Linked DNA regions of Mus musculus: regions 1, 2, 3, 5, 6 and 7 are each linked to region 4. The links are chromatin contacts, called in public Hi-C, Micro-C and promoter capture Hi-C maps. All regions are on one chromosome and are shown on one strand. Each heading gives the region's core, a stretch centred on a gene start, on an enhancer-like site or on the middle of the called end of the contact. The rest is flanking DNA. Distances are from core to core; before and after follow the strand shown. Region 1 holds the start of AW209491 (expressed sequence AW209491). Region 2 holds the start of Psma2 (proteasome subunit alpha 2). Region 3 holds the start of Gli3 (GLI-Kruppel family member GLI3). Region 4 holds the start of Lyst (lysosomal trafficking regulator). Region 5 holds the start of Heatr1 (HEAT repeat containing 1). Region 6 holds the start of Edaradd (EDAR (ectodysplasin-A receptor)-associated death domain). Region 7 holds the start of Ero1b (endoplasmic reticulum oxidoreductase 1 beta).

Region 1 (3,140 bases), core at 383-2,882, 1.0 Mb before region 4:
CAGGGGGACCTCAGTATGGGCCCACGGAGGCATCCCCTTCCCCCATACTGACTACACATCCACCAAACATTCACACACACACACACACACACACACACACACACACACATATATATATATAGGATTTAAGTGCCACTCCATAGGATGAAACCCATACTTGGCATCATTATTAGGCTACGAACCTATGCTAGGGAAGTCATAGGCCCTAGGGGAAAACTTACCACTTTATGCTGCTAGATAGTGTAAACTGACTTATTATTATACCCATAAATGAATGTATTTTCAACCCTCATCTAAGAGGCTTCTATTGCAGTAGATAGTTATTAACACAGTTGTTAATACTCACAACTGGCCAAGGTGCAGAGACTAAAAGACTACATATAACTCTTATTCCTAAAAGGGACATATGTAACACTCATATGTTACTCTCACAAGGCTCAGGGATCATTGTGAAAGGAAAAAAGGTAAGACCTGCAATGAAACCTCCTCTGGACACAGCATGCACCAACCCTGCGCAAGCCTAAGCCAGCATGGCAACTGCTGGCAATTCTGAGCGGCTGGGAGAGGGAGAGACAGTTTTCTCTAGGAGTGTAGCCTCCCTCCCACCCTTCAGTGGAAGACCACACATCCTAGACTATTTGGGTAGTACAAAGCAGTCTTGAAGGAGGGGTGGAGTATGGGATTGGTTGAGTCATCCATGGTGGATATGAACCAAACACATGATATGAAATTCTCAAAGAACTGATTTTTTTAATGTAAAAACAACTGCTTAATATTAAAAATCCACAAACTGTCCAAACAAGAGGCTCTCCTAAACTAGTCATCCTAGGATCTCTCACCTCTTACTCCTTCAATAGATGATTTTTGTTTTCTTGGGGCTTGTTGGATTTTTTTGGGGGGGTGGTGGTGGAGGGGGGATTGTTGTTTGTGTTTTGAGACAGTGTTTCTCCACATAACCCTGCTTGTTCTGGAACTTAATATGTAGACCAGGCTGGCCTTGAGCTCACAGAAATCCACCTTTCTCTGCCTCCCAAATACTGGGATTAAAGGTGTGCGCTGCCACTCCCGGATACAGTCTTTTAAGGAGTTGCCTCTTGATTTCCACAGGGTTTAGAATATCAAGCAATCAAGACTGTCTGATTTCTGCATGTGATGTCAACTTAGCAATGTTTCAATAGAACAAAGGGGATAACCAACTGGCCTCCTGTTCCCATTCTGAAGGAAAAGATGGAAGGACCCAGAACACCACACCAGGTGGCCAGCCTGGCTGTTGGACTATGACAAGGTGCGAGAGCCTGGGGTGAAGTGTTTCTGCGTGAGTGTGGTTCCCATTCTGGTATGTCCACCTGCACCGCTGGGCCTGATCCAACAAGTCCGGATCAAACAGGCTCCAGCTGGCCTAGTGCTTAGAGGCCAGAGTAGGGAAGACGCAGTACTGACCCTTCCTGCCCCGAGACCCGGCCCATGCCCTCCCTCTCCACCTCCCTCTATTCCCCACTCACTCCCTTGGTCCCCGGATCCTCACCAGCAGCGCCAGACACCATGCGCACATGGCGAGGGAACACAGAGGCAGTCTGCAGAGACAGCTCACCAGTCAGTCCTCACCTTGTTCTGCTGAGAGGCACTCCGCCTGCCGAGTCCCGCCTCTGGCATTACGTGGTTCCGGCCCGGTGAGCTTGAGCTTGAGTCCCAGGCGGCACCGCAGCGACCATATTTGTTGAGGGCAACCGGCTTCTGCTACCAAAGCGACGGAAACCTGAGCTCCCAGCCAGCAGGGGCGGGTCAAGGGTTGGGTCTCAATCTCACTGAGTCCTGAATGCTAAAACTTATTTGGGTCTCAGATTTGGATATTTTTAGCAAAATAAAAATCGAGAACCATGAGGTTCCAAACGCCACTCGGAAGCATTTTTAGTTGCATCATCCTGGCCTTTACATAGAAGGAACCTTTAAATGTGCTGTCCTTCCGAACAGGGCAGAGAACTGCATAGCTTCAGGGGCTGTGGATATTTAGTTCAAAGTTATCCGAGGTGAGGGGGAGTTTGAGAAAGCAAAACTAATTTTAAGTATTTTTTTAAGTATTATTTTAAGTATTAGATTTCAATTGTGTTTTCCTTGTCCCAAGTACTACTTTAAGGATAGAAGTAACTCAGATCAGACACACTACCAAAATCTTAAGACAGGAGCAATATCTCATTCGGTGCTTTAAATATACTAAAAAAAAAAAAAAAAAAAAAAAAAAAAAGCTCTGTAGCCAGCGCTATTCCAAATACATTACACACGAATTTATTTAGTTCTAAACTAAAGGGTAAATAGATGTATTTTGCCCCTGAGGCACAAACAACGCTGTAAATGCCTTCAGCAAAGCCTGCCAGGGTTTATCAAGCACAAATTCCAGAGGGCTTTGGAACTTCAGGTGTGTCTAAATGGGGGGGGGGGGGGGGGGCAAGAATTAAAACCATTCTTTAAAAAGACTCCATTAATAACATACCAGAGTTCTTTCTCCCATCCAGGGCAGCCAGCCCATTCCTCCCTCAGAAATAAGTTTATTGTGATGTAAGTAAACAGGTGTCAAGATAGAAAGAAGCCCAACAAAAAATAGGCACCATTAGAAAATGGGAAATTTTCCTGATTAAATGTTGCCCCTAGCCTCCTTGCTCCTCCAATGCTCCCACCCCCTACACCTTTTCCCTTCAAACAGTAAATACGTAAAAACTTCCAAAGAAATCTGACAATCACAATCTACAAGAAGACTCATTCACAAACTCAACACTCCCCAACCTTCTCCGGCTTGGATTTGGAGGACAGAGAAGGCACATACAACAGCACGTTTCCTTAAGAAGTACCTTGTAACTGGAACCTTCAGCTACCTGATTACTTTGGCCCTCAAATAAGCTTCTCTTCATTTAAGGGCTGAAGGCACAGATAGGAAACAGCTCTTCGAAGTAAAGGCATATTCTAAACATCAGTGGACTAGAAAGTACAGTAAGGAATTGAAACACAGCAAAGAGCAAGAATCAGATATTCAGTTAACAGAAATTTTAGGTCCATAATCAAGAAAAGTAAAAGGAAAAATGTAAATATACTAAAAAATTTACAAAAAAAATTTTAATAAGGACCTACTTGGGCATTCGGTCTAATAA
Region 2 (3,054 bases), core at 344-2,843, 1.0 Mb before region 4:
AATGGTCAACTGGAGGGCATCATCCTGAGTGAGGTAACACATTCACAAAGGAACTCACACAATATGTACTCACTGATAAGTGGATATTAGCCCAAAACCTAGGATACCCAAGATATAAGATACAATTTGCTAAACACATGAAACTCAAGAAAAATGAAGACTGAAGTGTGGACACTATGCCCCTCCTTAGAAGTGGGAACAAAACACCCTTGGAAGGAGTTACAGAGAGAAAGTTTGGAGCTGAGATGAAAGGATGGACCATGTAGAGACTGCCTTATCCAGGGATCCACCCCATAATCAGCATCCAAACGCTGACACCATTGCATACACTAGCAAGATTTTATCGAAAGGACCCAGATGTAGCTGTCTCTTGTGAGACTATGCCAGGGCCTAGCAAACACAGAAGTGGATGCTCACAGTCAGCTAATGGATGGATCACAGGGCTCCCAATGGAGGAGCTAGAGAAAGTAGCCAAGGAGCTAAAGGGATCTGCAACCCTATAGGTGGAACAACATTATGAACTAACCAGTACCCCGGAGCTCTTGACTCTAGCTGCATATGTATCAAAAGATGGCCTAGTCGGCCATCACTGGAAAGAGAGGCCCATTGGACACACAAACTTTATATGCCCCAGAACAGGGGAACGCCAGGGCCAAGGAGGGGGAGTGGGCGGGTAGGGGAGTGGGGGTGGGTGGGTATGGGGGACTTTTGGTATAGCATTGGAAGTGTGAATGAGCTAAATACCTAATAAAAAAATGGAAAGAAAAAAAAAAAAAAAGAAAGAAAATGGTCAAAACACAGTCCTTTGTCTAAGTTCATCCATGATGGTTTTTTCTTAAACAGGGAACAATAGTTCCCCTTAACTGCACTTTGAGAAAATATATATAACTCTTTAATTCTTTCTCCCAAAACATAAGGGTCTAAAATCGTTTTAAAGCAATTTGTTAGTGGATCAAGCAAAATACAGAGGTTATCAGTTTGCATGTGCCACAAAAACTTGACAGGAAATCAGCGCCTTCATTTTATACTTCTTAAGCTTCTACAGGAGCACAGGCGAAACCGAAAGCAGTGTGAGCTTCAAAGCACATCGCTGCTAAACAGAGACTAAAACTAAGATTTAACAGCAAATAAGGATCTCCCAAAAGAAAAAGGACGTCTCACACGTCCCATAAGGAGTCTGGGTTTACAAAGCTCTCGCTCAGGCCTAGCCGGGCCAGTAAAGAAATCCTGGACCTGAAGAGAGCAGCTGAAAACAGACTATCTCAAAGCACCCTTCTCCTAGTCTAGAAGGAGAGCCAGTGCTTAGTGCTTGGCTTGGGGCCTCCCGTCCCTCGGCCCGCAACACGGCCGGCCTCAGCCAGGGCCCAGGCCTGGCACGGAACATGACTCTGCAAAGCTACGAGTCCAGCTCCGTCACCGTGCACTCCTACGCAAACACCAGCCAGGTCCGACACACGGGACCATGTCTGGGGCGCTCCTGTGATCTGCGACGCATGGAACCTGCGGGTCCCCCGAATACCTGAATGTAGTCAGCGAGAAGCTGTAACCGCGCTCTGCCATCTTTACCCGGAAAGTCGGAACACAGCCACGCACATGCGCAGTAAGTATGCTTCCTTTAATTTTTTTTTTCTTCTTTGCTCTGATTGGAGGAGAGTCACCTAGGGGTAGCTGGGAGTTGGAGTTTTTGGATCACAGCGGTCTTTGACCCTTGCGCATGCGCAAGAGGGGCCTGCGCATGCTCTGAGCGAGGAGGCGGGGAAGTGGGCGGACTTAACGCATGCGCTCAGCCCGCGTCCCGCTCTGTCTTGAGAAGATCATGGCTCCTTCGTTGCTGCTGCTTTCACTACCATGGCCGGTGCGTCCCGGACCGCTCCAGAGGTGCTGGGAGCTGCTACAACGGCAACTGCAGCAGAGCTGGAGTCGCTTTGTCAGTCCTCCGTGGGGTCCGTAAGGAGAGAGTTCGTGGAAAGAGGGTTGGTGAGGGCTTCCGGGTTGTAGCGTGGTTTTTGGTTGGTTGATTGGTTCGTTATTTTATTTGTTTGTTTGTTTATTGGTTATTTATTTATTTATTTATTTATTTATTTATTTATTTATTTATTTATTGAAACTGTCACCGTAGCCAGGGTGGTCTAGAACTCACTGTATAGCCCAGGCTAGCTTCGTATTTATTTATTTATTTATTTATTTATTGAAACTGTCACCGTAGCCAGGGTGGTCTAGAACTCACTGTGTAGCCCAGGCTAGCTTCGAGCTCCTGGTATCTTGGGCGTTAAATTTGAGATTGCTGTATTATTTACAGTGTATCGCAAAAGTGATAATGCCCAGTCTGAACAGAGATATATTTTATTATATCTCAAGCGCAGCATAATAAATAATTGTCTCCATGTTCTACCTGAGATAATCATTTCAGTCCATTCGTTGTCTAATAGGCCTGTGCTTGGACAGTTTATGTAGTGGTAAGAAGTCCTAAGAATTGAACGAACGTTCGCAAGTCTGAAGAACATAAGAAAGGGTAAAGAAGTGATCTAAGCAATTTAGAAAAACAAAGGTGAAACACTTGATAATCTCATAAATAATAAATCTTTTCTTAGAACACAGGTTAAGATTAAATATTAAGGAAAAATTTAATGGCTTTAGGAACCTACCAGGTTTAAAGAAAAAGGACCTAACTGGATCAGGATAGTGTGGTACAGATGACCATTGTAGTCATCTCAGTGATGTGAGTGAATGTAGGGAGTCTCGGGATTAGATTACTTGTACACTACTTATTACTGAACTGCAGTGTCCCGGATTATATACGGAGGAAATGCTTAGTAGAGTAGCCTGGCTGCTTTGGTAGCTTGCAATAAGAAAGCATTCCAGTTGAAGTATTTTAAATTGCCTTTTATATGAGCTTTAGTATATTTTAATAGCTGGGGATTATTACTAATGTTTGTTGTGTTTAACATTCAAAACTATTTATGTCAGGCCAGCCATATGGCTCAGTAGTAAAGGACCTTGTTGCTAAGTCTCAGGACCTGGGTCCTAGCCCCATGGCCAGTATGACGTAAGGAG
Region 3 (3,004 bases), core at 97-2,596, 1.9 Mb before region 4:
TTACATAAATATATGTACATATAAACTGGCAGAGGGCCATGAGCACTGTACCCAAGGCCAGAATCTACAACCAAGTTGGGGGAGGAGAAAGGGTAAACGCGGTGCAGGAAACTTCCCTAAGTGGTCTTTACACACACACAGCCAAGAAAGCCTGGGGGGAGGGGGGGTATGGCTTGGTACTCAAAAAGGTGCACTCCGGGACACAGGCACAAAGTTCACAGAAGGATACTAAGTTCATCAAAGGATAATAAGCAAAGGCCGGGCCGAGTGTGAGGGCATGTGGCCATCTGCTGAAAAGTCGCTTCACCAACTATTCAAATGTATGATCAATATTAACTCTGCCACATCCTCGGGGTCCCACTGCAACTCCAGAAAGTTAAGTGTCCCCAGCAGAGTAGAGTGATCCGTACCCAACTCTGCTCTGTGCAAATTCGGCCTCTTGGTTACCGCAAGGGCCACGGCTACTTTTCTTTCTTTCTCTTTTCTTTCTTTCTGCTCTACCTCTGGAAAGGAAGAGACAGAGTTCCAAATCACGCACAGATGGCACAACTTTCACTTTTCCTCTCCCACCGCGGAGGCGCGCCCTCCATCCGCTCACCCCGCACCCCCACCCTCAGAAGTGAAGGCGGGACCCTGGAGAGCGGGGCAGCGGCGGCTCGGCGCATCCCCAGGCGCTGCGCGCAAGCCAAGCTGCGGCTTGCGGGGGCGCGAGGACCAGCCGCAGCTCCGGACTCCCGGAGCTCTGCGCAGCACTTGGCGAGAAGTAGGCACGGACGCCGCCGCTGCAAACTTGGTCCGCGCGCCCTGGGGCAGGAGCTCTGCAGTCCGGAGAGCCGAGACCCGATCCCCGAGAGCGCGGGAAGGCGCGAGCGCACACAAGCCGCTCCGACGCCGCCGGGAAGCTCGACAGGGAGGGCTGCGGGGCCCGCAAAACAAAGAACTTCAGGCGGGACGTACCTGCGGCTTTGGCTGTCAGGTCCCAAATCCACAGACCTGCGCCGGCGGAGCGGCAGGCGGACTCGGGCTACCGTGGATGGCCTGACTGATCCCAGCGTGCGGCCCCGGCGGGCATGGTGTGGCGTGGGCCGGCGACGGGGCGAGCGGGCGAGGAGGGGAGCGGCGGGCGGGCGGACGAGTGTGCGGGCGCCGGCGGTGCGGCCCGGTCCGCTCCCTCCCGCCGCTGCAGCCCGCGCATCAGTTTCAGGGATCCTGTAATCTGATCCCTCTGAGTCACCGGCCCTGAGTGACAGTTCTGATTTGGTTCAACCGCGGGTGGGAGGAGAAAGAGAAAGAAAGGAGCCCCCCGACCGTCAAGTCGACTTTTCAACGACTAAGGGCCCGTCCAGGCCGAGCGCCCCGGTTGCAAAAGTTGAGCTCCGCCGCGCGCGCCCTTCGCGCTCCCCTCCGCGCGCTCCTGCGCTCCTCCTCCTCCCCGCCCTCCTTCCCCAAGTTTTCACAGATGTGGTCAGACTCTGCTCTCCTTCCCGGCTCCTTCTTCCCTCGCGCGCCCCCACCCCCGCCCCGTCCCTCTAATTTCCGCCACTCGGAGGAGCGCTGGGGGGGACGCGCCGAGCCGCGGGACGACGCCGCCGCCGCCGCCGCCGCCGCCGCCGCAGGGGGCGAAGTTGGTTTAAAAACTTGGGAAGACTGCTCGCCTTACTTTGCTTTCCCGCTCCTTTCCAGGCCGCGCCCGGCGGGGTCCCGCTCCGCGCGCGCGGATCCCAGGGCGCTGCGCTGAGGGGCGGCACTGAGGCCGCGCGTCGGGCCGGGCAGGGCTGGCGCGGGCAGCCGGGAGCCACGCGCTCCACCGCCTCCGCCCCTCCCGGGTCCTCACACAGACACATCCAGGCCTGCTCCTCCTCTTCCCCCTCCTTGACCCCGCGCCCGCGCGGCGCGCCAGGCCCCACCCACCCGGCAGGAGGAAGGGGCCCGCGGGTGATGTCACCCGAGCCCTCCAGGCCTGCGCTCCCGCGCAGCCGAGCAGCCGGGGCTCGCGCGCTGCCGGGCGCTTCGCCCATGCCGCCTCTCTTCGCCCCCCCCCCCCCCAACTCCGCTCTCGGGCTGGACTCCCCTTCCTTCTCTAGAGACCTCTCAGATCGCCACTGCCCCACCCCCGCACACCTCCTGGTACTTTTCCCTAGGCCAAGCCTGAAACTTCCTCTCGCGGGATGATGCTTTTGAAAGTTGAAGACTTTCCTCCCCGTTGCGTTAAACTCCGTTTGGGACGTCTCGCCGTACAGCCTACTGTCCCCGTGGGCCACTTTGCAAAGAACACAAAGACCCGAGCTGGGAACCGGGACTTGAGCTGAGAACCCTGACTTGCACGGGGTTCTTTTCCTTAAGATGCAGAGTGCCTGTCCTTGGTTTCTTTTAAAAGACCCATGTTACTTCAACGGGCCAGTGCACTCATCTCTCTCTCCCCATCCAGGTACTCACCCCAACCTGTTACTTGAAAGGGAGGATTTCAAGGGGGTGGAAGAAAGAAGAAAACCCAAGAGACATTCCAGAATACCGGAGTAAGCAGTTGGCCCACCAGGAGTGCCTTGGTGCTCAGGGTGCTCTGTGGCAGCCGTCTTGAAGGCAGAGTGGGTGGATGAATAGCTATAATAATTTGAAGAACATTTTGAAATTCACGTGCTAAACTGGGGAAAATTTTTAACGGAATTGACAGTGTATTCGTTATTTGTTTCTGGTGACTTGTTGCTTATGACAAAGACAAAAGCAGAGAGTGACTTAAGCTTTCAGTGTGGGGCTCCAGACACTTCTTAGCCATTTTTAAGCTTTCTCTCCGCTACAACACTCTGTAAGGCAAAGAGTGAAACATCCTTCACTCATCTCGGAGTGCAGGAATATCAACAGAGGTAGCCCCAACCCTCCCCTCAGTAACTGGCCCCAGGCCCCAGAGTATTCCCTCAGCCTCTGTAGACTCTGAGCCCACAGTAGATGAGCGAGAAAATGCAGTCCTCCTAAGTCCCGGGACGGCTATGGATCTCCAGTGAGATTA
Region 4 (3,242 bases), core at 414-2,913:
GCCTCTCAGCTCTCTTCTGACTCCAGTCTCCACACTATTGCCTCAGGGCTTTTGCAAGTGGCTTTCTCACTGCATATCCTTCCCTCAGAAAAGAGCATGGATCACCCCTTACTTCCTTCCGGTTATCAAATTTTTTTTCCAGAAGGCCTTTCCTAACTACCTCTAATCAAATTGCAGCCCGTTTCTGGCTCTGTCTTCTCCCTGCTTTTTCTCTAAGTCCTTTAACATCATCTGACAAGGACATATTCTTCTTACTTATTGTCTGAGGTTCTTCCAGAATATGTATGACCCAAGAAAGGGGGTATTTATCTGTTTATAAAACGTGTCTGGTCCACAATAGGTACTTAAACATCTTTACTAAATGCATATGCTCTATATGCAATTTATTGTCTGGGAAGTATTTTAATGGAAACTAAATAACAGAAACTCATCTCCCCCTTACGTCCTCTATCTTCCAAAGTCTCTCAATATCTGTATGTGTTAGTGTCAACGTGGATGACAGCAACGAGCAGCAGAAAAGTTACTTGCAATGCTCTGTAAATACAGATATCCCCTACCAATCAGCTACATAATAAAAGCTAAGAGCCAACATCTTTATTAGTATAAGGTTACTAGGTGTGGAAGTTAAAAGTAAAGGCAGACCAGCCAAATGCCTTTCAGGAAGAAAAAGCTCAAATTAATGTGCCATATCAACCTGTTAAACAAACCCTGGAGAAAATGCACAATGAATTTGATCCTTAAGGAAATACTGGCCAGAATTCAACACAAATGTGTGTTCTACACGAGTCAACACCTTAAAATTTTTTTCTCACACCATCAACTACCAAGCAAGAGCTGTGTCTGTCTGTCTCTGTCTCTGTCTCTGTCTCTGTCTCTGTCTCTCTCTCTCTCTCTCTCTCTCTCTCTCCATCAAGGATGTTTTGCTGTTTTGTTTATCCCTCTGAGGATTGGATGAGGACACTTTTCTTGACTCCCTGAGCTCCAACCCTCCATCATGAACCCTTGGCCTCCGGTGGCAGAGGAAATCTCCCTGGGTCACGTCCCTATTATATTAGCATCTCAGCCACCGCTCCAGAGGTGCGCGCGAACCACGAAGGGTTGTTTGCAGAGTCCCGCAGCAGGTGTCACGGGCAGGGAAGGGACAGCAAGGACTCCGAAGCACCAGGGTGGGGAATGACAGATGGACCCGCGGCGCGAAGTGAGACGCCCTGAACCTGTCAGCTCCCGCTGTCACCTGCTGGGAAGGACCGGGCAGGCTGAGGGTAGCGGCGGTCCGGGACAAGCGCTTCCCGAGGTGAAGCGCCCCCTGAGGACACCGTCCGCCGCACCAGCCGGCCGGTAAGTAAAGTTACTATGGGGTCCGCGCCGCCGCCACAGCCCTCGGGGCCCGGGTCCGCCTCAATCAGCAACTGTGCAGAGCTCAGAAGGCAAGCGAACCCCGGCCGGGCCGAGCTCCGGGCACCACCCCGTTCCCTTAGCGCGGCACGACCCCGCCCGGGCGGCCCGCCACCTTCCCGCCATGCCCCGCTGAGGTCGAGACCCTGACCCTCTAAAGGAGCCCGCTGCGGTCTTTACCTCCGCTCTGTGGTCCGCCGCGCGCTCTCGCCCGCCGGTGCAGGAGAATCCCGACTCACCAAGGCTGCCAGGCCAGCGTGAGCTCTCACCCCCGCCCCCTCAGGTAACCCGGGAAACCGGGAACACCACCCCCTTCCTCCCCCGCCCAGACCCAGACCCGCTCCTCTGCGCGTGCGCACCGTCCCCGCCTCGAGCGCCTAAAGTCCCGCCCCACCGGGAGGGCACGCTGGGGTCGCCGACGTGATGCGTGGAGAATCTCAGCCAATGAGAGGAAGAAGGCGGGACAAATGCAGCGAGGAGGGCCCTGTGCAGCTTCTCTGAACTCCACCCCTCCCGGCCGCATAAAGCTTCGTCCATCCCAGGCGATTCAGCCCCTAAAAGCGCAAGCCTAGTGTCTTCTTTCTACTGTAAACTCACGTTTACTGGGAAAATTACATCTTTGTTGAAGACTGTACAAAGTGACTGACTGTCTAGAACTTTACCATTACGGAGAGATGATGATCAGTAACCAAGATTATCTTGGACTATCTTTAGGTTCTTTAAAAAAACTGCTTATTACCAACCTTTGTAGCTGACCTAAGATCTTTGTGCCTGTTATGTAAAAAGTTTGGAATGTATTGTTAAACTTAGCCAACGACTGGCTTTTCAGCAGTGCTCAAAAGAAGAGTATCATCAGCTGGAGATTTTCCTGCTATGCTGTAGCCTACCTCCCCGATGTCCTTTCCGCTATATTTGGCAAATGTATTGATTTATGGTCTTTTGTTCTATGGCTATAAGACTGCGTGTAAACCTCTTTCACAGTAGAACATGTAATTCTGGGAAACCCGAATCTCTGTTACTAAGCACTATTCACTCAAAGTTGCCTCAGAATAAACTTTCTTTTGGTTTTTGTTTTGTTTTGTTTTGTTTTGTTTTTTCATGGACAGTATGTGCAATAAACTGTTGTCCTATTTTCTGTTGGAGGTCACAGGATTAAAAAAAAAAAAAAAAAACAAAACAAAAGACAAAAAACGGAAAGGTTCACCAAGATGGAAGCAGGGCTATCCTCAAGATAGCATTGGGGCCTGAACTTATATTTCTGTCAAACAGAAAGAGAGAAACTTGCAAAAATTCTGGGTCCAGGTATGATACCCTACCTAGCCCTGTTCAAATATGCTAGCATACAGTGGGCAATGTGACAAAGATCCTTGCTTAAAGCAAACTTTAGTCAGACTTTGAACCTTCTCCTTGGCCCATGTGCTATGTGTGCACATCTTTGTAAACTCTAGGTTTAGCAATCGCCAAGGCAGTTTAGCAAGAACCCACACATACACAATCACACCCTCCCTATCTACAAAATCTCTCAGTCCCCACCTTTGGTATCTATTCATGCTGGCCTGCCTTCAGCATGAATCTTGTGAGGTTGATGCTACCAACATTCACCTATGTTGGTATCAACCATGAGCTCCACGTTTCTTGACTATAAATCCCCAGGTATCCCTAGTGTGTTTAAATCAGAGGCCAACTATGTACCTGGGTTCTTTTTGTTATGCTAGTCCTGGATAAAATTTGTCTTTGCCATTTTAACTTGTGCCCAGCTTTGGTTTTCTCATGACTATTAATGTTATACACTTTAATATACCAACCTCTTCTGAGTGTGGGAACCACAAGTTAAACAAAAGGATATC
Region 5 (3,330 bases), core at 280-2,779, 1.2 Mb after region 4:
TGACATACTTCTCAGACTTGGGGAAGAAGGTGGCAGATTTCTGTGAGTTTGAGGTCAACCAGAGATACACACTGAGACCATGTCTCAAAAAACAAACAAACAAACAAACAAACCCCCTAAACCCTAAACACACTAGACAGGAACTAATGGCACCCTATTCAAGAAGAGCATGTTCACTTGACATTCTAAACATCATGTTAACCTTTGAAATTTGTGAAAGCAATCTAGCTTACCAAGTGTTGGCAACTAATGAAGGTTTAGCTACCTGTGAATCAGCCATTCCAGACACTTCTGCGCTGGCTTGAGGAGGAAATAAGGAGACAAGTGAAGGAGGAACGATGAAATGTTTTCATCCAGCTGCTTGTTCACTGCTTTGGTCTGGACGCTGCGCTCCAAGCCTTTTGCCAGCTGGCTGAACAATGGCGCTTCAAACTGTTCAAAGGCAGGGTCAATCCCAAGAAGCTCCTCCAGGCCAGTGCATCCTAGGAGGAGAGTCACGTGTAACTTCTTTGTAGGCAAACCCAACAGATACTCTCCTGTTCTCCTCACCCCCAAGCTCATGAACTCTGTTACCATGTGTTAGACACTCTCAAACACTGGCTTTAGTTGTTAACATATAGGATAAATCTGACCCCCACTCACTAGGAGAAAAGAAAGTACTTCATGACAAGAACTCCACCCGAGCCCTTCTTTTTAGTCATTAAAACTACATCTAGTTCTGAAAGTCTCCTCTCACACCACAGTCATTGTCTCGGTTTCTTTACTTTTCTTCCTTTTTACATATTAGTTAGTTTGTGAAATTTCAGATACCATTATTTATAAATACATTCACACATCTAGCAGTATTGCTGTTTCCCACCCCCTTACCAAGAAAACAAGGTACTGCTCGGGAAGCGAACGGGGGGGGGGGCAAGAAAATACAGAACCTCCCCCCCCCCCAACTCCCCGATATCATGCTCTGGGAGCTTTGCTAAGTGAAAGGTGGCTCACCGATGGCAAAGGCGGTGTCCCTGTCGATTGTGGCCGCCTCCTTGGGGTCAAATAACAGAGAGGCAACTTCACGTCTCGATAGGAGGCTGGGATCAGTTTGAGGGAGGGCGAGTCGCTGGAGCTGCTGGGCTAAGGACGTCATCTTGCACGGAGGCGGATGTCTCAAAACACCGGCTAAGAACGAACAGCGTGAAAAGTTTTTAGGAAACGTCAGGCGCCTTAACAGATGGCAGGCCAGGGCTCATGCTCTGGCAATACAGCGCTCAGTCCTTTCGAGGACACAGAAACTTGCTTCCCCGACCCTCCAGGACCCACCACAGCAATTGCGTTAACTACGCCTCCGCAGCACCAGCTTTCCCCAGCTCTGCACCACGACCTCACGGCCCACCCGGCCACCCGTTCCAAGTCACGGCCGCGCCTAGCCGCACCGTGCTCCTCCTCACCCTGAACTCGGAATATCAGCAGGATTAGACAGCTAACAACTCCTCAGATCAGCTCCCACATGGTGCCGGCACTGTCCCGGAACTCTAAAGCACGCCTCATAGGAACTTCCGGCTTCTCACTACGGCAAGAGAAAAGGGACACCTTTGTAGAAAACGCAATACAACGGCCCCGCCTCCGTGACTCTAAGTTCCGCCTATTCAGGCCAGCCATTTAATTCCCCGCCTACTTTCCCCTCTAAGGGCCTGAACCTCAAAGCCCCACCCTCCGCTCGCTCATCCAGTTAAGCTCCGCCTTCCATCCGCACCTCTTTCCAAGACACCACATTTATTCCACGCCCCTCCTTTAAGCTCCACCCTCACGAAAATGTGCTAAGCCACGCCTACAGTACCTCCCCCTTCTTTCCAGAAAGCCACCTATAAGTCCCGCCCCTCCGCTCCTTGGTGCTACAGCTCGCTTCTCTAGGTACCCGACGCCTCGCTCAGTGTTGCTATGTGCCTTCAGGCTTAGGTCTGGGATTCTTTTTCCCCAACCGCCTTTGGGAGCTTTACGGGTGTGTAGCAGGAACCGGTCATTCACGAGATACTTATCCAGCCTGCGAGGGGCTGAAGCGCGGGAAGCCGCGTTTCTAATTCTAATGCTACCCGAGGAGGGCACAAACCTAACGTGAGTTGTAGTTCTCAGTGCAATCTGGTTGCTCTGTAAGTAGTAAACACTCGCTGAACGCAGTTACTGACAACCTTATCACCTTTGCCTTGTCTGCAGTCCTAGGGAGTGGTGTTTTTCTTATTCTGTTATTATTATTATTAGAAACATGACATTTTAATTTTTTTAAGTGAAAATAACTTTTTTCAAGATGGGAGGTGGCGGCTCACTTCTTTAATTCCAGCTCGAGGGAGGCAGAGGCAGTCAGATCTGAATTCGAGGCAAGCCTGATTTGTGGAGTGAGTTTCAGAATATCCAGAGCTGCACAGAGAAACCTTGTCTCAAAAACAAACAAAAAACAAAAACAAAAAATACACAAAACTTTTTTGTTTTCATATTCTGGTTACAGTTTCGTTCCACAACTCTTCCCAGATCCTCCAACACTTCCCCTTCCACCCAAATCCACACCGTTTTTTCTCTTTCTTATTTAGGGTACAAACATACGATGATGACGACGAAGGCGATAGGCAAAATAAAAACAAACATCAGAATAAGACAAAACAAAGAGAAGAAAAAAGTGCCAAAGAAAAAGCTCAAGAAACACATATAGAAAGAGACATACCTGCTTATACACACAGAAAGCTTATAAAAATGCAAAACCAGAAACGGAGATATATACGCAAAGGACCTATAAGGAGGGGAAAAGATGCCCTGACAAAGAATTATGAGGCAAAAAAGGTCCAAAAATGCTACAGAGTTAGTTCAAGTTAGCTCATCTTACATTGTCCATATGGTAATTGGGACCTAGCCTTAGGTTTGCACAGTGAGTTAGCTCCACTGTAGAAAACTGATTTGTGAGTGATTGTCAGTGGGAGATACCTCTGGGTTAGGGACAGGGGCTTGTGTCCTTCCTCTCTCAGTGCTGAAAGCCCATCTGCTCCAGACCTGTGGAAGCCCTGTGCGTGCGTGCTGCCACAGTCTCTTCTGCTGTGTTTGGAAGGTCTTGCTTTCCTGGTGTCTTCCATCCCCACTGGCTCTTTCTATCTTTTTGTCCTCCTCTCCTACCGTCCCCTTTGGCCTCCTTTTTGCCTTCCTGAGGGAGTGGGGGGGGGGATTAGATGGAAACATCATATTTACGACTGAGTATTTGAGGTCTCTCATTCTCTAGACATTACCCAGCTGTGGCTCTCTGTATTTGTTCTCTTCTGCTGCAGGAGGAAGTTTCTCTGGTAGCAGCTAAGCAAGAAATACTGA
Region 6 (3,057 bases), core at 417-2,916, 1.1 Mb after region 4:
CCTGATGGCCCGAGTGTGATCCCCATGACCTACAGCAGGAGAGAGTGACCTTCTGACCTCTGCGTTTGCTTCCATGGCACACACTCATCCATGTGCACACACATAAGAAGAAAGACACTGTAGATATCTGAATCATCTTCTACCTAGTGAAAGATATAAGTAACGAAACGTACTGACAATTTCCTTTTGAAAAACAAACCGCTAGAACTTGCGCTAACAAGACAGCCCAACTGTATATGTGGTTTCTAACAACCAAACCTCAGAAATGAATTCCATCTCTGCGTGGAGTATAGAAGGAACCACAGACCAAACCTCAAAGTAGACTCCCTGAGAAAATACCCTTTCTAAATTAATTTCCCTACCTTACCTGAGCCTTTGTGGCCTCCTCTCTAAAGACCCAACTCTTCCATGGCAGCATCTTATGGAGAATACAAACCAACCCCAAGAGTGCCGTGAGCCTCAGAACCACAGAGCAGCCTGGGGGGCACCACAAAGATACATTGGCATTTGCTGTCTCCCTGAAATGTTCAGTTTATTAATTAATCTGAATTGGGTAATTTGTTAATGAAATTGTCCAGCAAATACTGAAATAATCTTTCTTTTCTTACTTCCTCCTCCTCCCCCCTTCCTCCTCTTTTTTAATAAAGCCCCACACCATAAAGTTCTTGGTGGTCTCAAACTCCAGACTCCCCTCCTGCCTCAGTCTCTTGTGTGCTGGGATTACAACGTATATCATCAGGCTGGGGCTTATGCATGCCAGGCACTCTACTACTGACCTACATCCTTGGCTGGCATCTCCTTTAAACTCCTTTTTTAAAAAGAAAATAGTTCTATGCTTATGTCCAAGGCAGATATAGATTATGTGCTTCCTTTCAGAGATTCCTATTAAATGTAACGTGTCTGTAACCTTTGTATATGGCACATAGTGAAGATGCTGCCACTAGAGCTGGAGAGGCAGCTTAGCCTTGAAAGTGCTACCACTTTTGCAAAAGACCCAAGCTCAGTTCCTAGCAAGGCCACAACCACCAGCAACTCCACCTTTAGGGGAGCTACCACCGTCTTCTAGACCCTGTAGGCACTGTACTTGTGTGTTCATACCCCTCACCCCCAATATGATTTAAAAAATAATAGAAATAACTTAAACTTTTAAATAAAATATAGCCATTTTAAAAGATCAGATTCGCCATGCAGTGGTGGCACATGCCTTTAACCCCAGCACTTGGCAGGCAGAGGCAGGTGGATTTCTGAGTTCTACAGAGTGAGTTCCAGGACAGCCAGGGCTATACAGAGAAACCCTATCTCGAAAAAACCCAAAAAACAAAAAACAAAAAAATAAAAAAATAAAAGATCAGATTCTCTGCTCTTAATTAGAATAAAATCCCATTTAAGCTAAATCTTAATTCGTTTAAGGGCCCATGGGTTCTGCATTTCTAACAGAACCGTATACTGTTTTTTTGGTTTTTGCTTTTTCCTTCAGAGGAGTAAACCAGAGACCTCAAGACTGACTTTTCTTCCCGCTCCTTTGTGTAGTGCTCACCCAGGAGGTCAGGCAGTAACTAATGCCAAAGAAACATCAAATTAGAAAGTGCTAGCGTGTGCGGTCATGCCGCCGTTCAGGCTGCCTGAAGATTAGGAAACTGTTCAAACATCAAATCGCCGGCAGGCGTCTCAGCCCGGGCCTGTGCAAGGAGCACGCTGGGAGTGCTTTGGTGTCCCAGCTGAGGACGAGATTAGGAGCCGGGAAAGCCACCCGCGCGTGCGGCAGCCAGGGGAAGGCTAGCTGAAAGGCTCTCCCAGTTGCGATCGCGTGGGACCTCCGTGGTAAGACCAGGGTTCTACGCCCTAGGTACCAGCAGGGCAAGTGCTCCGGGGGCCCCTCGGTGTCCTCTCGTGCCCAACCGCAACCCACGGAATCCTCTCCAGAGTTCTGGAGAGACTCGCGCCGGGAAGGGGCTTTGCTAATTGCAGGAAGTGAGCACGAGGAAGAAGTGGCAGAGATCAAGAAGAGGAAAGGGAGGAGGAGGAGCAGCAGCAGCAGCAGGGCAGAGCGCAGACAGAGTCGCGCATTACCACGCAAGAGGTTGGGTCCCTGCGATCCTGCTGTTCTCAGGGGTCCTAGAGACTGTCCACCCCTGCTCGGACACTCATCTGTCCTCTCCTGGTCTTCATGGCTTCTCCGGACGACCCTCTGCGCTCAGGTAAAGCGGCAAGGTGCCGCGCCCTCACTTGGGGTGTGACCACCAGCTGGATTAATGAGACTGAAAGACTGAACTTCAGTCATCCCCTGGGAGCGGTTTTTTTTTTCTTTCTTTCTTCCTTCCTTCCTTTCTTTCTTTCTTTCTTTCTTTCTTTCTTTCTTTCTTTCTTTCTTTCTTTTTTTTTTTTTTTTTTCTTTTGGACACCAGGGCGCCAGATGTGTGTCAGGCTGGATGGGAACAGCTGCGGCACGCGTCTTACCTCTCCCGATCCTACCCCTGCGCTTGCCCCTCTGTGAGCAGCAGCTGATCGCTCGCTTCCTGCACACTGCAAGGTGTGCGTGGTCCCTCTCCCCACGCGGAGGCCCGGCCGAGCGCTTTTGTTCTGGGCCACGCGGGTGCCTGGTTGAAACAAGTCAGCCAACCTTTGATAGAAAAGAACATAGGAGGGAGGATTCTGCACCCCCTTCCTTCCAGGCTCTCCCTTGCTTTCCACTCGCACATTTCCTTGTTCGTCTTCTCCCTCCTAGCTTCACTTTGCTGAGATGTGTTTGCTTCTGTGCAAGTCTTAACCTCTCCGAGCCACTATTCAACTATTATACTGTCCACAGAGCCACGAGGCTGAGCCCACATGCGCAATCCCCACCTGTGGAGGTCTCTAGTCCCCGTAGTACATTAAAAATGTGCTTTGATATCTGAGGTCAGAATCTAGATTTTTCTATCGCTTCTCCCTCATTTAAGGAAAATTCCTTTAAACGTCAACGTCCAGGAATCTCCTCTGTCCTCCTGTAATCTAGCTACAAACTCCATCGGTGTTTGTGAACGAAAGGATGATATGTCCCTTTGAGTACGCTAGGTCTTT
Region 7 (3,297 bases), core at 546-3,045, 1.0 Mb after region 4:
TAGTGATTTTAAAAGTATACAATTAATTAATGACATATATCAAGCAAGAAAACAAGAAATCAGACTTTATTTAAAAGTTCTAAATGTAAGCTCCACTCAAGTCAAACACTCAAACTAGTAACTACAAAGTAACTTTGCTATTGACAGCCTAGGAAATTTATTTTTTCTAAATCTGATAGATACACCCAGAATCCTATCATAGTGTTTGCCAAGCCTGACTAAAGTATAGTGGAAAGAACAATTGCATCACAGACACTTACAAGGCTTGTTTAAAATTCTGATTCCTTGCTCAGTTCCAGATGGACTCAGCAAGCTCCACGTTTAACAAAAGGTTTCTTTTCCTTTCCCTTTCTTCCTTCTTTTCTCTGACTGGTTCATTGTTTAGTTTTTTGAGAGAGGGTCTTGCTATGTAGTCCTGGCTAACCCAGAATCTCAATATGTAGGCCAGCGTCCAACCTGCGGCAATCCTACTGTTTTTCCTACTGTTTGTGTTTTTTACCCCTGAGAGCTGAGGCTACAGGTGTATGCCACTGTTCCTAGCTGTTTATTTTTATCAAATCATTCAAGAGAACTCACACATGGACACAAACAGAATATTCTTGTATTCTAGGACTTCATGCTGGACACCATAACACCATGAACAAGGCAGAAAAACATGTTTACACGGTTACTCTCACAGTTACCATCATTTTTTTTTCTCTTAGCAATGAGTGTTAATTGCTTCAAACTGCATGCCCCTCATTATCAGGCCATCTGAGACACTTTTGTTTTTCTTCGGTTTTGGCTCTTCGAGCTAGCACTTTGCAGCAGGTGCAGACAAGATATAGCAGCATCTGGCAACCTGTTCAAACCTTCCTCACTAAAAGAGGCAGAGCTAACCTATCTCTTTTCAAGGCAAGAGGCTGTGCTTTGGCTTTCGAGTATGTAGTGAACACTTCAGTAATACCTGCCTAACCAAGGCAACGTCAAAGTCTACCGGACTGTCCAGCCAGCAAGCCTCACTATAGACTTAAGAAGCCCACAGTAGGGGCCTAGGCCCTCCAGTGTCATAACTGGGCTCACCTGGCATGCCACTTTGCATACGTAGGACAGGTGGATAATTATAAAGCGGGTAATGCCTATAGCTATCTCTAGAGCACAAGTTCAAGGAAATGAAGTAATGCCCCCTCTAGCCCAGGAAGAGGATGGAGGGTCTGCCTCCCTGTCATCTGAGGGAAGGATGTCAGAGGTTTGTGTCCCCAACACCTTCACCACTCAAGACTTGTGTCTCCCCGTCACCATCACAAAGATAAAGCCGCTAGCGCTTACTGGCCGTCACCATCTTCCTCTTCCGTAAACCATCACCACGCGTGTCGTGTCCCCGCGCCCGCCGCGCTTTACAGACGTTTCCCGCACTAGCCGGCGCGGTTCTCAATCCCTGGCTGGCCACTCGCACCTGCACCTCGGCCTCTCGGCGACGCCGGCGTGACCCGTCCCCTGCCTTTGGTCCTCGGGCTTACCTGAGTCTTGACCAGACTTGAGAGGAAGCTCAGGGTGACAAGCAGTTGCACCGCGGCCGCCGCCCCCTGCCCAGTAACGGCCCGGCGGAACCCCGGACTCATGGTGACCTCGGCCGCTGCCGTCGCCTCGGCCGATCGGGGCTGGGGAACGACGGCCCGCCGCGACGACGACAGCAGGGGGCAGTGCCTGGGAGCCGGGAGCCTCCAGGACCCGGGGTCTGAGCGCCGGTCTCGGGCAAGGAACACTCTACCGTTCGCAGCAGCAGCGACTGATGTACCAGTGCTGCGCGCCCCCGCTTCATCCCAGGAGGCCCCGCCCCCGGCGTCCTCAGTTATGATCACGCCCTCTGCGCAAAGCCTTCTGGGAGTTGTAGTCCCTGTAGCCCCTTGGGGCCCCCCCACAGTGGGAAGGTCTTGAAAATGGAGAACTACAGGCTCGGAGGTCGCTCTGCCTCCCTGAGGCGGGGCTCCGCGGCGGCCAATGAGGCGGGACCACGAGGCCTCCAAAACACCCAGGAGCAGGCGGGAGAGTGGGTGCTGTTTTAGGGGTTGGCCTGAGGTGGTGGAACCTCTGTTTCGTCGCTCTGAGAAACAAGACTGTCCACCCCCATCCCCGCAGGTCTTCAGGCACTATGCCAATAGCTCTTTGTCACCGCTTGACCTACTGGGGCCAGGATTTTCTCGCCAGGCCGGCCGAATCTTTGACTTGCTATTCCCAAGAGCTTTCTTTGCCTTTTTTCTCACCTCTGCAGCTACCTAAAACCACCTGGCATCTTGTCAGGAAGTCTTCAGCACCTCCTTCATGTCACATGCCCCAGAAGTATCATTGCTTGGTGTCTCCACTACTCCTCTACCAACACCAGAAAATCTATAATACATTTTAAAGGATGAAGGAAAACCCCAGTCTATACAGTGAAAAACGAAGAATCGGGATAAACGCACAGAAAAGCTTAAAGGGACATAGACTATCCCAAATGTAACACATTCTAGATGGTTTTGTGGTCTTAATTACACCTCAAATATTGTTCTGGGATTATGTAAGGTTATGTACATAAGCTTCCTGTAGTCCCTAGCAAATAAGTGATCAATTAATGGTAATCGCTAACTTTACCGATATTCCTGAGTTATAGGAAACTTACATTCAGTAGTATGTATCAATTTGTCATTGTTGATGTAACAAATGACCAGAAGGGTAGTGATTGAAAACAACCCCAATGTATTATCTTACATTCTGGAAGCCAGAAAACTAAAACAAACTGCATCCATTTGGAATATTCTAGAGAATAATGTTTCCTTGCTTTTTCTAGCTTCTATGGCCAATCAAATTCCTAGATTCAGGACCTCACATGACACAGTGGCATAGCCTGCTTTTGTCGTCTGTGCTTTCTGACCCTATCTCTCTTGTGTCCCTACATATAAAGACTTTCGATTGCATGGTGCTCACCCGGATAACCCAGGCAATTTCCTGATCTCAAAATCCTTAATCACATCTTCAAAATCTCCTCTGGCCTCTCTGGTAACATGAGAACATTCGCATCCATGATTCCATCTAGACCCACTGCATGATCTGTAGGGTCAGCCAGAAATGAAAGTCCAGGGGAAATGAGAAGACTTTTAAGGCGGAGACAACAGAACAATAAACCAGTCCAAGACCCTGGAACTTCACAGGCCATCTTCCCATGTCACCAGCTCCCTTTTCTCCACATAGCTAACAGAGAACTGTGTGCGACTTGCTTCTCAAAGCTGCCTTTCTATGCTCTTCATCGCTCTGCGCTTTGGGTATGCATGGGACTTTCCT

The links. Promoter capture Hi-C pulls out the DNA fragments that hold promoters and counts their contacts. Hi-C and Micro-C count contacts between places; a contact is called where the count stands out from the background.
Region 1: a promoter capture Hi-C map of hematopoietic stem and progenitor cells shows a contact between it and region 4, with 5 times the contacts expected there. The contact joins the promoter of AW209491 here to the promoter of Lyst in region 4. A contact is called at or near these places in 7 of 39 promoter capture datasets (the C10 cell line, the HPC-7 cell line, embryonic stem cells and 4 more), 3 of 484 Hi-C or Micro-C datasets (pre-B cells, regulatory T cells and rod photoreceptor) and 1 of 9 other capture datasets (liver).
Region 2: a contact with region 4 is called in a promoter capture Hi-C map of pre-B cells, with 4 times the contacts expected there. The contact joins the promoter of Psma2 here to the promoter of Lyst in region 4. A contact is called at or near these places in 12 of 39 promoter capture datasets (the C10 cell line, the HPC-7 cell line, cranial neural crest and 6 more), 9 of 484 Hi-C or Micro-C datasets (CD4 T cells, Th1 cells, cardiomyocytes and 6 more), 2 of 115 datasets of contacts at active chromatin or transcription factors (astrocytes and cardiomyocytes) and 2 of 9 other capture datasets (adipose tissue and liver).
Region 3: a Micro-C map of embryonic stem cells shows a contact between it and region 4, with 5 times the contacts expected there. The contact joins the promoter of Gli3 here to the promoter of Lyst in region 4. A contact is called at or near these places in 1 of 39 promoter capture datasets (embryonic stem cells), 1 of 484 Hi-C or Micro-C datasets (embryonic stem cells) and 1 of 115 datasets of contacts at active chromatin or transcription factors (astrocytes).
Region 5: a promoter capture Hi-C map of pre-B cells shows a contact between it and region 4. The contact joins the promoter of Heatr1 here to the promoter of Lyst in region 4. A contact is called at or near these places in 2 of 39 promoter capture datasets (liver and pre-B cells) and 1 of 484 Hi-C or Micro-C datasets (rod photoreceptor).
Region 6: a contact with region 4 is called in a promoter capture Hi-C map of pre-B cells. The contact joins the promoter of Edaradd here to the promoter of Lyst in region 4. A contact is called at or near these places in 2 of 39 promoter capture datasets (cranial neural crest and pre-B cells).
Region 7: a contact with region 4 is called in a Hi-C map of muscle stem cells, with 4 times the contacts expected there. The contact joins the promoter of Ero1b here to the promoter of Lyst in region 4. A contact is called at or near these places in 6 of 39 promoter capture datasets (the SN4741 cell line, cranial neural crest, hippocampal neurons and 2 more) and 1 of 484 Hi-C or Micro-C datasets (muscle stem cells).

Annotation. Positions count from the first base shown.
Region 1 is chr13:14,628,750-14,631,889 of GRCm38.p6, reverse strand. AW209491 (expressed sequence AW209491) reads right to left here and starts at 1,632. Exons shown (of 2, transcript NM_134067.4): 1 at 1,526-1,632.
Region 2 is chr13:14,611,781-14,614,834 of GRCm38.p6, reverse strand. It overlaps Psma2 (proteasome subunit alpha 2), which reads right to left and starts at 1,593. Exons shown (of 8, transcript NM_008944.2): 1 at 1,520-1,593. The coding sequence starts at 1,560. It overlaps Mrpl32 (mitochondrial ribosomal protein L32), which reads left to right and starts at 1,798. Exons shown (of 3, transcript NM_029271.2): 1 at 1,798-1,943. The coding sequence starts at 1,817.
Region 3 is chr13:15,462,065-15,465,068 of GRCm38.p6, reverse strand. Gli3 (GLI-Kruppel family member GLI3) reads right to left here and starts at 1,346. Exons shown (of 15, transcript NM_008130.3): 1 at 958-1,346. It overlaps Gm6556 (a long non-coding RNA gene), which reads left to right and starts at 451. Exons shown (of 1, transcript XR_001780862.2): 1 at 451-3,004.
Region 4 is chr13:13,588,830-13,592,071 of GRCm38.p6, reverse strand. It overlaps Lyst (lysosomal trafficking regulator), which reads right to left and starts at 1,663. Exons shown (of 53, transcript NM_010748.2): 1 at 1,576-1,663. Gm30836 (a long non-coding RNA gene) reads left to right here and starts at 871. Exons shown (of 2, transcript XR_382086.4): 1 at 871-1,338.
Region 5 is chr13:12,393,574-12,396,903 of GRCm38.p6, reverse strand. It overlaps Heatr1 (HEAT repeat containing 1), which reads right to left and starts at 1,529. Exons shown (of 45, transcript NM_144835.4): 1 at 1,434-1,529; 2 at 991-1,164; 3 at 266-482. The coding sequence starts at 1,132.
Region 6 is chr13:12,519,059-12,522,115 of GRCm38.p6, reverse strand. It overlaps Edaradd (EDAR (ectodysplasin-A receptor)-associated death domain), which reads left to right and starts at 1,666. Exons shown (of 6, transcript NM_133643.4): 1 at 1,666-2,198. The coding sequence starts at 2,168.
Region 7 is chr13:12,564,381-12,567,677 of GRCm38.p6, reverse strand. It overlaps Ero1b (endoplasmic reticulum oxidoreductase 1 beta), which reads right to left and starts at 1,795. Exons shown (of 16, transcript NM_026184.2): 1 at 1,500-1,795. The coding sequence starts at 1,601.